Linked DNA regions of Mus musculus: region 2 is linked to region 1. The links are chromatin contacts, called in public promoter capture Hi-C maps. All regions are on one chromosome and are shown on one strand. Each heading gives the region's core, a stretch centred on a gene start, on an enhancer-like site or on the middle of the called end of the contact. The rest is flanking DNA. Distances are from core to core; before and after follow the strand shown. Region 1 holds the start of Eps8l1 (EPS8-like 1). Region 2 overlaps 9430041J12Rik (RIKEN cDNA 9430041J12 gene).

Evidence for each region. Promoter capture Hi-C pulls out the DNA fragments that hold promoters and counts their contacts.
Region 2: a promoter capture Hi-C map of hematopoietic stem and progenitor cells shows a contact between it and region 1. The contact joins the enhancer-like site here to the promoter of Eps8l1 in region 1. A contact is called at or near these places in 19 of 39 promoter capture datasets (the 3T3-L1 cell line, 3T3-L1-derived adipocytes, the C10 cell line and 13 more), 1 of 15 datasets of contacts at CTCF or cohesin (embryonic stem cells), 6 of 484 Hi-C or Micro-C datasets (Sertoli cells, cerebellum, cortical neurons and 3 more), 11 of 115 datasets of contacts at active chromatin or transcription factors (bone marrow-derived macrophages, craniofacial prominence, embryonic fibroblasts and 6 more) and 4 of 9 other capture datasets (adipose tissue, embryonic stem cells, liver and 1 more).

The regions. Positions count from the first base shown.
Region 1 is chr7:4,458,734-4,463,678 of GRCm38.p6, forward strand. Eps8l1 (EPS8-like 1) reads left to right here and starts at 1,964. Exons shown (of 20, transcript NM_001374622.1): 1 at 1,964-2,291. The coding sequence starts at 2,146. It also overlaps a transcript of Rdh13 not described here.
Region 2 is chr7:4,089,085-4,093,761 of GRCm38.p6, forward strand. The region is part of intron 6 of 9430041J12Rik (RIKEN cDNA 9430041J12 gene); the gene reads right to left. Among named protein-coding and RNA genes, the nearest start is that of Gm23741, 10 kb to the right of the region's middle. Within about 2 kb of position 2,312, at least 40 of the 459 cell types and tissues checked have an H3K27ac peak or open chromatin away from gene starts, as enhancers often do. A contact at or near this core is called in the HPC-7 cell line and hematopoietic stem and progenitor cells, where this site is marked.

The DNA.
Region 1 (4,945 bases), core at 714-3,213:
TGATCTCTTCTTATCTCTACCTTTTGGGGCACAATCTTATCTGGGGACACCACAGAGCCCAAGAATTGTCCTGTATCAGAAATTTGGACCTTTTCTGTGGCTATCTGTAAACCCCACTGACTTAAAGTTTTAAGTAGAAAAGGATATGCCTTTTGTAGCATGGTAAGGTCTTTATGGCACAGGAGGATGTCATCCATGTAAAGGAGCAAAATTAAAGAGGGGAATTGTTCCCTCACTGGCAAAAGAGCTTCTTGTACATAAAGTTGACACATAGTAGGACTATTGGACATTCCCTGTGGTAAGACCTTCCATTGATACCTCTTATCAGGTTTAGCAGAATAAGCTCTCTGACCCGTTAACAAGTCAAAAGTCCAATCTCTCTGCTCTGGAGTTAAAGCAGCAGCGTTTGCTCGGGCCTGCGCCTGTGCCGCCTCCTGCCACAGAGCTCGCCATTCCACATATTTGGCCATACTAGGGAGAGCGGCTTTTGCAATCATTTGCCAGTCGGCAGGAGTCAGTGCCACGCCGGCAAGCCTGTCCAACTGCACCAAGGCAAAATTAGCATTGATTCCATATTTAATCTGCACATATTCTACCGGAGCGTGGACACGCCCACCCTCGGCTCCTTCAAAGACTGGAAATGCCTGTTGTATTTTTCTTTGTTCCTCTCGGGGAATGAATGAGTCTGCGCACTGCCTCTCTGCGCATTGCTGACGCACTACGGGCTGACGCACTACGCAGGGCGGGGACTCCGCATAGGGCGGGAGTGCACCTGGTAGCCGATTGCCCTGAGGCCAATTAGCAAACTGGCCTTCGCCAGCCGCTTTTGGCTTTTTCCTTAAATGACTAGTTAGCACTTTACTTGGCGGCTGGTATCCTTTTCTTTCATAATGAGCCGCTTTTTTCTCCCAGTCTGTTTCCTCAGAGGAGGATTCTTCACTTGCTTCAGAGTTACTAAGAGCTGGCTTCCTGAGCTCATCTAGTGACGAGTATCTCCTAGAGACCTCCGCTAATTGATCTTTTTTCTTTTCTTTTTTCTTTTTCTTCCTTCTAATCTCTCCCCAGGTATTCCTACCTGACCTTAACTTTTCCTCGGGTTCAAGACCCTTGGAAAGGCCTGTATACTTACCGTTTCTCCTTGCTCCTACTCTCTCTCCCCGCTTTACTTCTGATAGACTGTCCTGAATTTCCTCTAGAATTTTCAGCCCTATCTTAAGCACTATATAACATGTGAAAAGGAACAAAAGGGCTCCTAACACCAGAAAAAATTCAAGGCCAAACCTAACTTGTAAAGCCATTTTCCACTTTACTTCTGATAGACTGTCTTGAATTTCCTTAGAAAGTTCAAGATCAGACTTACCTCGTTCCCCAGCTGAAAAGTTCTGAATTCATACAGTTGAATCCTTCTTAACAGTCTGCTTTACGGGAACCTTTATCACCGTCGTTCCCCAGCTGATGAGTTCTGAATTCGGCAGTTGAATCCTTCTCAACAGTCTGTGTTACGGGAACCTTATAACCTTGATTCGCAGTTCTGGTTCTGGAATGAAGTATCCCTCCTGCGCCAGTCCGGAGTTTTTTCTCGTCCCGGATTTTCTCGTCCCGGAATTCGGCACCAATTGTTATTCGACGCGTTCTCACGACCGGCCAGGAAGAACACAACAACCAGAATCTTCTACGGCAAAGCTTTATTGCTTACATCTTATGGGGCCAGAGCGTAAGAAGCAAGAGAGAGCGAAGCAAGAGAGAGAGAAAACGAAACCCCTTTCCTCTTTAAAGAGAACAACAATTGCCTCGGACGCATCACTCCCTGATTGGCTGCAGCCCATGGCCGAGCTGACGTTCACGGGAAAAACAGAGTACAAGTAGTCGTAAATACCCTTGGCTCATGCGCAGATTATTTGTTTACCAACTTAGAACACAGGATGTCAGCGCCATCTTGTGACGGCGAATGTGGGGGCGGCTTCCCACACCCACCCTCCCTGATAACCAGCCACAGTCCCCCTTAACTGTGAGCTTGATTTTTCTCCCCTGGAAGGATTTCCTCGTTGGAGGGGTATGAGTTCGGAGTCGGGAGGGTAGAGATAAGAAAGGTGACAAGGGTCAGTACATCAAGGCCCTACATTTGATACTTCAGAAGGACTCTCAATGCAAAAGAGGAAAATTCCACCTCCTGAACTACAGCGAGCCAGGGCGGACACAGGGTGGGGAATTATCAGCTTCGCTGGAGGCCCAGCATGGCTGAATGAGCAGGCATGGGGCTGGAAAGACTTCTTCAGGGAGAGAGTCCTCAGGTGAGTTTCGTCCACCCTGTGAGGCTGAGTCAGGATAGCCACAGGTGGGAGCCTCGCTTGACTTTGGGAGCCAAAGCTACAGTTAAGAGAGAGGGAGGGAGGGAGGGGTTTTCCTCTGCTGCCAAGAAAGGAGGAAAAACCTCTGCTCTGGAATGAGGGTGGAGAGTCAGGTTTCAGGGTTACCTGTACTGCACACAACCAGAAGTAGCAGCAGAAGGACCGGAGAGTAGGGTGGACAGTGGGTGGGACTCCTCCTTGTTCTCTCTTCAAAGAGAAGAAAGGTTCAGACCTCCTCCCTCAGACTCAGAAGTCCAGCCCCAGCCCTCCTCCCTCAGACCTGAGAGTCCAGACCTCAGCCCTCCTCCCTCAGAGTCCACAATCCATTCCTCCTCTCTCAGACCCAGGAGTCCAGCCCACAACCCTCCTCTCTCAGACCCAGGAGTCCAGCCCACAACCCTCCTCTCTCAGACCCAGGAGTTTGCCCCCAGCCCCCTTTTTCATATCCAGAAGCCTGCCTCTCTCAGACTCATAAGAGGCTCTGAACTCCAGCCCTCCTCCCTCAGACCCTGAAATCAGGCTCCTGAGGTCACAACCAATAACTTTCTCAGACAACTTTTCTCCCTATACATAACGAAGGGGCCTCGGCTCAGCCAGACCCTTTGTGATTGTGTCTCGGGTTGGGTTCCTGAGTCCTCCTGTGTTGGCTTCACACTCTGAGCCTGGGTTGTTTCTCCAGCCATGTGGTTCATGATCATCTATACCTTCCTTCAAACTCTTGTACATACACAATAGCTCAGAAAGAAACATTGTGACATGGTAAGAACATTAGCAGGAGCCAAAAAACCAAAAAACAGTATGGATGGCCTATCCCTGTTTGTAGCATAAGTGTGAGGCCCTTATTGCTGGGTATGTGGTCTTCCCTGAGACCCCAGGTCCCCTCCTCCCTGCCATCATCCTGTGCTCCTAATCACACCATTCAGGGTGACTCATACCCCTTCTTCTCACAGGATGTCTGCAGTGGCCAGGGTCTCCTTTCAAAACCCCCATGGCAAACCAGTCAGCAGTGATCTAAGCGCCCAGTCCTGGCCATGCCAAAGTTCACATTCTAAGGAGGGAAGGCACAAAGTAAACCGTGAACAAATAATGGAATTTAAGGGGAGATGGTTCAGGAGGTAAAGTATAAGCTAGCTGCGCAAACATGAGGACCTCAGCTTAAATCCCCAGGTCCCGTATAAAGTTGGGTGTGATAATGTGATTCTAGAATGGCAATGTTCCTGCAGTAAAATGGGAGACAGAGAGAAGAGAATTCCCTGAGACTCATAGGTCAGCTACCCTGGCGAGCAGCAAAAGAGACCCTGCCTCAAACAAGATGGGAGGTAAGGACTGATACCTGAGGTTGTCCTCTGACTACCATATACACACCGTGACAAATGGCACCTCCCTTTATACACAAGTATGCATACAAGCAAGTGTGTATGCACGTGCTTGCACACACATACACACATGTTCACACACACATCAAAGATGAAGAGATGAGGATTGTCGTTTTAAATCGGTGATCAGCCAGGCCTCTTTGAATAGGTGTCACTTGGAGCAAAAGCCCTGTGGTAGATTGGGGTTTGCCAGGTAAGAAATGATAGTGAGTGGGTGGATGAGCTGGGAATTACAGAACGGAAGAAGGAGAGAGACAAGGAATTGGCTTCCAATCTGCCCTCTGTTTTGCAGGCTTTGAAACTAACATTACATCCACTAACCAGCAATCGACTTCGACAAATCTCTTCTTACTTAATATGGGCCAGCAAGATGGTGCGGTGAATAAAGGCCTTGCCACCCAGCAATTGATATCAATCCCCAGAGCCTACATGGTGGGAGAGGAGAACTGACTCCACATGTTGTTTTCTGACCTTCACACCTACACCGTCTCTCTCTCTCTCTCTCACTCACACACACACACACACACACACACACACACAAAAGCACATGCACACACACATGTAAATGTAAAAACATGTTTACCTAGTATAATCATCTCTAGTTCCACTCATTTCCCCACAAATGGCATGATACCATCTCTTCTTCATGACCGAATAGTACTCCATTATATATTTTCCTTATTCATTCAACCATCTTCAGGCGCCTAAGCTGATTCTACACCTTGGCTATGATAAGTGGTGTTGGGCAAATATCTGAAAATGTTGGGCTTCAGGTTCCTCATCTAGATAAAGACACACACTTGTCATGGGTTTGGGGAAGAAATGATGTATACAGCTTGGTCACTGAAGACCATAGCACAGGGTAAGTGTTCGACAAAATACCTCAGAAAGCTGTCTGTGTTCACTGTGTTCTAGCTGTGCTAGACTTTTTGTTTAGGTTTGGGTTTTGTTGTTATTATCCTGTTGTTTGAGCCCATTGTAGCCCAGGCTGGCCTCAAACTCAATATGTATCTGAGGATACATGTATCTGAGGCCTGGGTAGTGGCTGATTTGGCCTGCCTGTCAGTTCTCTTGCACCCACACCATCAGGGTAAGCTCTCTGACACTCCTCAGACTGGCCCAGTCAATGACACAGTCCACAAGTGGCAGAGCTAGTCCTCCCACTCTCATGCCTCCCACAGCTCATGATCCCAGAGCTGGGATAGTATTAGATGTGGTTCC
Region 2 (4,677 bases), core at 1,062-3,561, 370 kb before region 1:
GTCACGTCGAACAGCCATGAGTCTCTGCATTCACTGCCATTCACTGCAAAGAAAAGCTTCTCTGACTCAGGCTTAGAGCAGGAGTTTTGGTGCTAGGAGATAGCTTGGTGCCATGACAATTTAGCTTTAAAAAAAAATGGAGCTCTTTCATTTTTATTGCCAGATAGTATTCTATTATGTGCCACAGTTTAGCCATTTGCCCACTGAAAAACAGCATGGCTGTTTCAAAAAACTCTCATCAAGAACCTATAATTAGAAAGGTCATAGGCCATAGTGGAGAACCTACTACTATTAGTCTGCTAAATGGATATAGTATTAAACAGATATATTATATTATATTATATTATATTATATTATATTATATTATGACTTATCATTATATCCATAGATTAGTGCATCTCTCAACCCTCAGAGAAGCTTCTTTCTCTAGAAGATGGGGTCATGGAGACCCACAACTTGTCAAAGTTCAGAGAAGAAGAGACTATGGCGTGCTCAGCCCTAAGATGGGGCAGAAAGATTTTAAGAGCCAGATGAGGTGGATGACCACAAGGAAACAGTGTTTTCCAAATCAACAGGACAGATGCACGTATGAACTCAGTGCTTGTTACAGCATGCACAAGACCGGTACAAACTCAAGTCGGATAAGATCCCAGCATGGGGCAGGAAGGTGAGCACAAAAATCCCAGCCCCAGCCAAGGATCTATTGACAATTGATAGCTGCTGAGAGAAGGAGAGTCAATGTTCTTCAAGGGTGTGGTCCCCTGTAGGCTGACTTCACATCAGTAGATAGCCACATAGCCAAGAGTATAGGGATGGCACCAATGGGACTCAGTGGGTTTTTAAAACAGAAATGAGGACACCAAGATGGGTGACAGTAGAGGAGGGTGCATCTGGCCTTCCCAGTGAACTCTCATTATTTCACTTGGCTAAGGGTCATTTTGTTCAACTGAGATGGAAGTCATGAAGCAGCTCTTTTAGCATCGGGTCCCTCTGATGTCCTTAATCAGGACACCTCTCAGCAGCACTCGGCGGCTGGAGAAAGGAACTCTCTGAGGCTCTCTGAATGCTCAGTAGTAGGGGCTTATAGCTATGCCTTCTCTGACTTCTGCAAGCCTGCTGAGTGCTTCTCTGACTTCTGCAAGCCTGCTGAGTGTGCCAGGGTCTGGCATCCATAGATGTCTTGTGCTCTTTGTGTTACTAACCCAACTCACTTTACGAACTATAGAGACAATAACTAAGCAATGCAATCATTAACAGGTTTTACTGTGGCCCACACTATATGAACATGAATGACGGAATGCAGAAAAGGGGTGTGCTAGTTAGTTAGTTGTTGTTATAAAATGCCCTGACAAAAGCAAATTAAGGAAGAAAGGGGTTTATTTTGACTTAGGATTCCTGAGGAATCAAGTCCCTCATATCAGGAAAACAATGGAAACATGTAAGGCTAGATAGGGTAGCAAGAGTAGAAAGTGAGCTAGTCACATTTTCATCTGCACACAGGAGGCAGACAGACATACAGACTGAGACAGAAACAGGCAGTCACTGAGAGAGAGGAAGAGACAGAGACAGAGAGAAAGTGAGAGAGTGACAGAGGGAGACAGACAGAGAAACAGAGACAGACAGAGACAGAGAGCTAGAGAGACAGAGACAGAGAGAGATCAGGAAGTGGGATGAGGCTATAAACCCTCAAAGCCCATCCATGGTGATATACTTCCTCCAGCAATGTTCTACTTCCTGAAGGTTCCATAACCTTTTCAAAGAGTACCACCAATTGGGGGTAAATGTTCAAATGTTCAACTACATGAGGCTATGTGGCAGGGAGCGTTTGTTTTTGTTTTGTTTTGTTTTTTTCATTCAAACCACAGCCAGGGAAGTCTCCCAGCCTTCTCTGTGAATAGTGAGAGAAACCCTGCTTATAGCCAGTCGAGACTACACACTAGCTGTCACCGGTTGGTACTGTTCCTTCCCAACCAGAGTAACACAGCTGTGAAGGGACGGACAGGAGTGGTCACTGATAAAGTTATCTGGAGCAGTTACTGGCAAGATCATCTAAGGGCTCTCTAAAGCTGTCAAGGCTTAAGGAAAGTTACTCAAATCAGAGATGCTGTTGGCATGGCAGTCACAATGATAATTGTGGTCCCAACAGTAGAAACAAAGTACCTTGGGGAGCCTGTCAGATTTGACGTCTGTCCCAGGTGTCAGTGGCTCGATCGATCCCTGGCTCTCTTAGCAGCCGCAGGGTATTTAAAGCACTCACCACAGTTAGAATAATGGCTGAGGAAGCAGATGCTTGATTAGCAGCTCACATGATGCCCCCAGGGAGTGGCTATCTACTCCAGTGAGCCTTCAGACACAGCAGCGGTGTCACCCACAGACCTGCTAGATGCTTAACTTGGTAACTAAGCTCATGATTCGGATCCAGATTTGTCACTGTCCTCCCTGGGGTAGTCGCCCGTTCTGCTCCCAGGAACCTCCTGATAGAATTTAGGCAAAGGGGAAACGTCTAGACAGCTTTCAGTCAAGCAACTAAATTGCTGGTACCTGGGGGGAAACATTGTGGTAGGCCGGCTGAAAGATCTGATATGGAAGTAATTAGTCATCTTCAGTGAACTTTATCTAAGAACATTTAACCCCCATCCAGTATCCTAGGGAGGGCTAAATTCTTCATATCCGGCTTAATTCCTGACATTTCTTTTTTCCCTTGCTCCTCAATCAGCTGTGCCCTGTGCTCAGAAATGATGGATGCAAAAATAAAGCTTCCTAATTCAGCTCCTGGTGCAAAGAAAAAGCATTTTTCTTTCTTTCTTTCTTTTTTCATTTTAATATTTTTATGTAAGGTCTCATTATATAGCTCTGATGGTCTAAAAATTCACTATGTAGAACAGACTGTCCTCATACACAGAGATCTTCCAGCCTCTGTCCAGCCACTATTTTACCTGGCTCTATTTTTTAAGATTTAGGTGTATTTAGTTTGTGTGTTTGTGTGTGTGTGTGTGTGTGTGTGTGTGTGTATGCCACACTTGTGGAGGTAAAAATACAACTGGTGAGAGTTCTCTACTAGCCATGTGGATCTAAATGCCAAACATACTTTCCCACTGTGGTAATTCTAGTGAGAAGTGAGAATAGCCCCCACAGGCTTATAGGTTTGACTGCTTGGTGCCCAGTTAGAACTGTTTGGAAAGGACTAGGATGTGTTGTCTTGTTACTGAGGTGTGATGTGGGAGGGGCTTTGGAGCTTCAAAGGCCCACACCTGCCCAGCGATTCTCTCTTTGTCTGCTGCCCATGGATCAGGATGTTCTCAGCTACGTTTCCAGAGTAGGTCTGTGTGGTGGTTGGAATAGGTATGGCCCCCTTAAGCTCACGTGTTTGAATTCTTGGCCAAGCTTAGAGAGAGGCACTATTAGGAGTTGTGGCTTTGTTGGAGTAGGCATGATCTGGTTGGAGGAAGAGTGTCCCTGTGGGGGTGGCCTTTTATATCTTGTGCCCAGTGTGGCACACAATCTCTTCTTCTGTCTTCAGCTCAAGAGGTACTCTTGAGAGTACCTCTCAGCTCTTTCTCCAGCACTATGCCTGCCTGCACTCTGCCATGTTTCCCACCATGAAGATAATGGACTAATCCTCTGAACCTGTAAGCCAGCCCCAATTAAATGTTTTCCTTTATAAGAGTTGCCATGGGCCAGGATGGGTGAAGAAGGTTAAGGGAAGAGAGAAATAAGAAATTAGTGCTAACAGTTTTAAGTTTTCCTTCTTGGATGATTAAAATATCCAGATGTTGATTGTGGCAAAAGCTGCCCAATTCTGTGAACGTAGTAAGAGCAGTTGGCTTGTGTTCTTTAAATTAGATAACTGGGAGCCAGAAAGATGGCTCAGCAGTCAAGAGCACTTACTACTCTTGAAGAGGACCCAGAGTGTGTACTCATTATACACAACATCTGTAACTCCAGTTCCAGGAGATCTAACACCCTTTTTCTGGTCTCTACAGACTCCTGCACACACATGGTACACATATATATATATTCAGATACACATATACACATAGTAATTGCAAATAAGTTAGGCAGTATAGCAAGGCCAGTTTCAGGTTGGCAAGATGGCTCATTGAGTATGATGCTTGCCTCCAAGCCTGACAACCTGAGTTCATTCCCTGGGACCTATATGGTAGAAGTAGAGAATTTGACCTTTGACCTTTACATTTATGCTCTGAGACATGTATGCCTTCTCCTCTTGCACACACACACACACAAAATAAATGTAATTAAATTATCTGAAGAAACAAGAATTTTCTAAAGGCTGATGTGGTAGTCCATTTTTTTTTATGGAATCTTAGCATTTGGTAGGTCGATGCAGAAGAACTCAGACTTCAAAGACATTTTAATTAGTTTGAAGCCAGCCTGAGCTACATGAGACCCTGTCTGGATGGGAATAAAACATGATTGCAAAGATGTTAGGCAGTTCATGAAATCTAAGTAAAGGGTAGAGAATCAAGCTCTGAGGCCAGGCTTGGCAGTTTATGCCTGTAGATAATTCCAACACTCAGGAGGGTTGGTAGATGAATTGCCAGAATTTCAGAGACAGCCTGTGCTACAGAATGAGACCTGCTACCATATCCCATCCCTTATCATCCCTCCTCAAAATGACTCAGAGGAAGCAAGGTAGAGACAGACTATTGCTCCAAA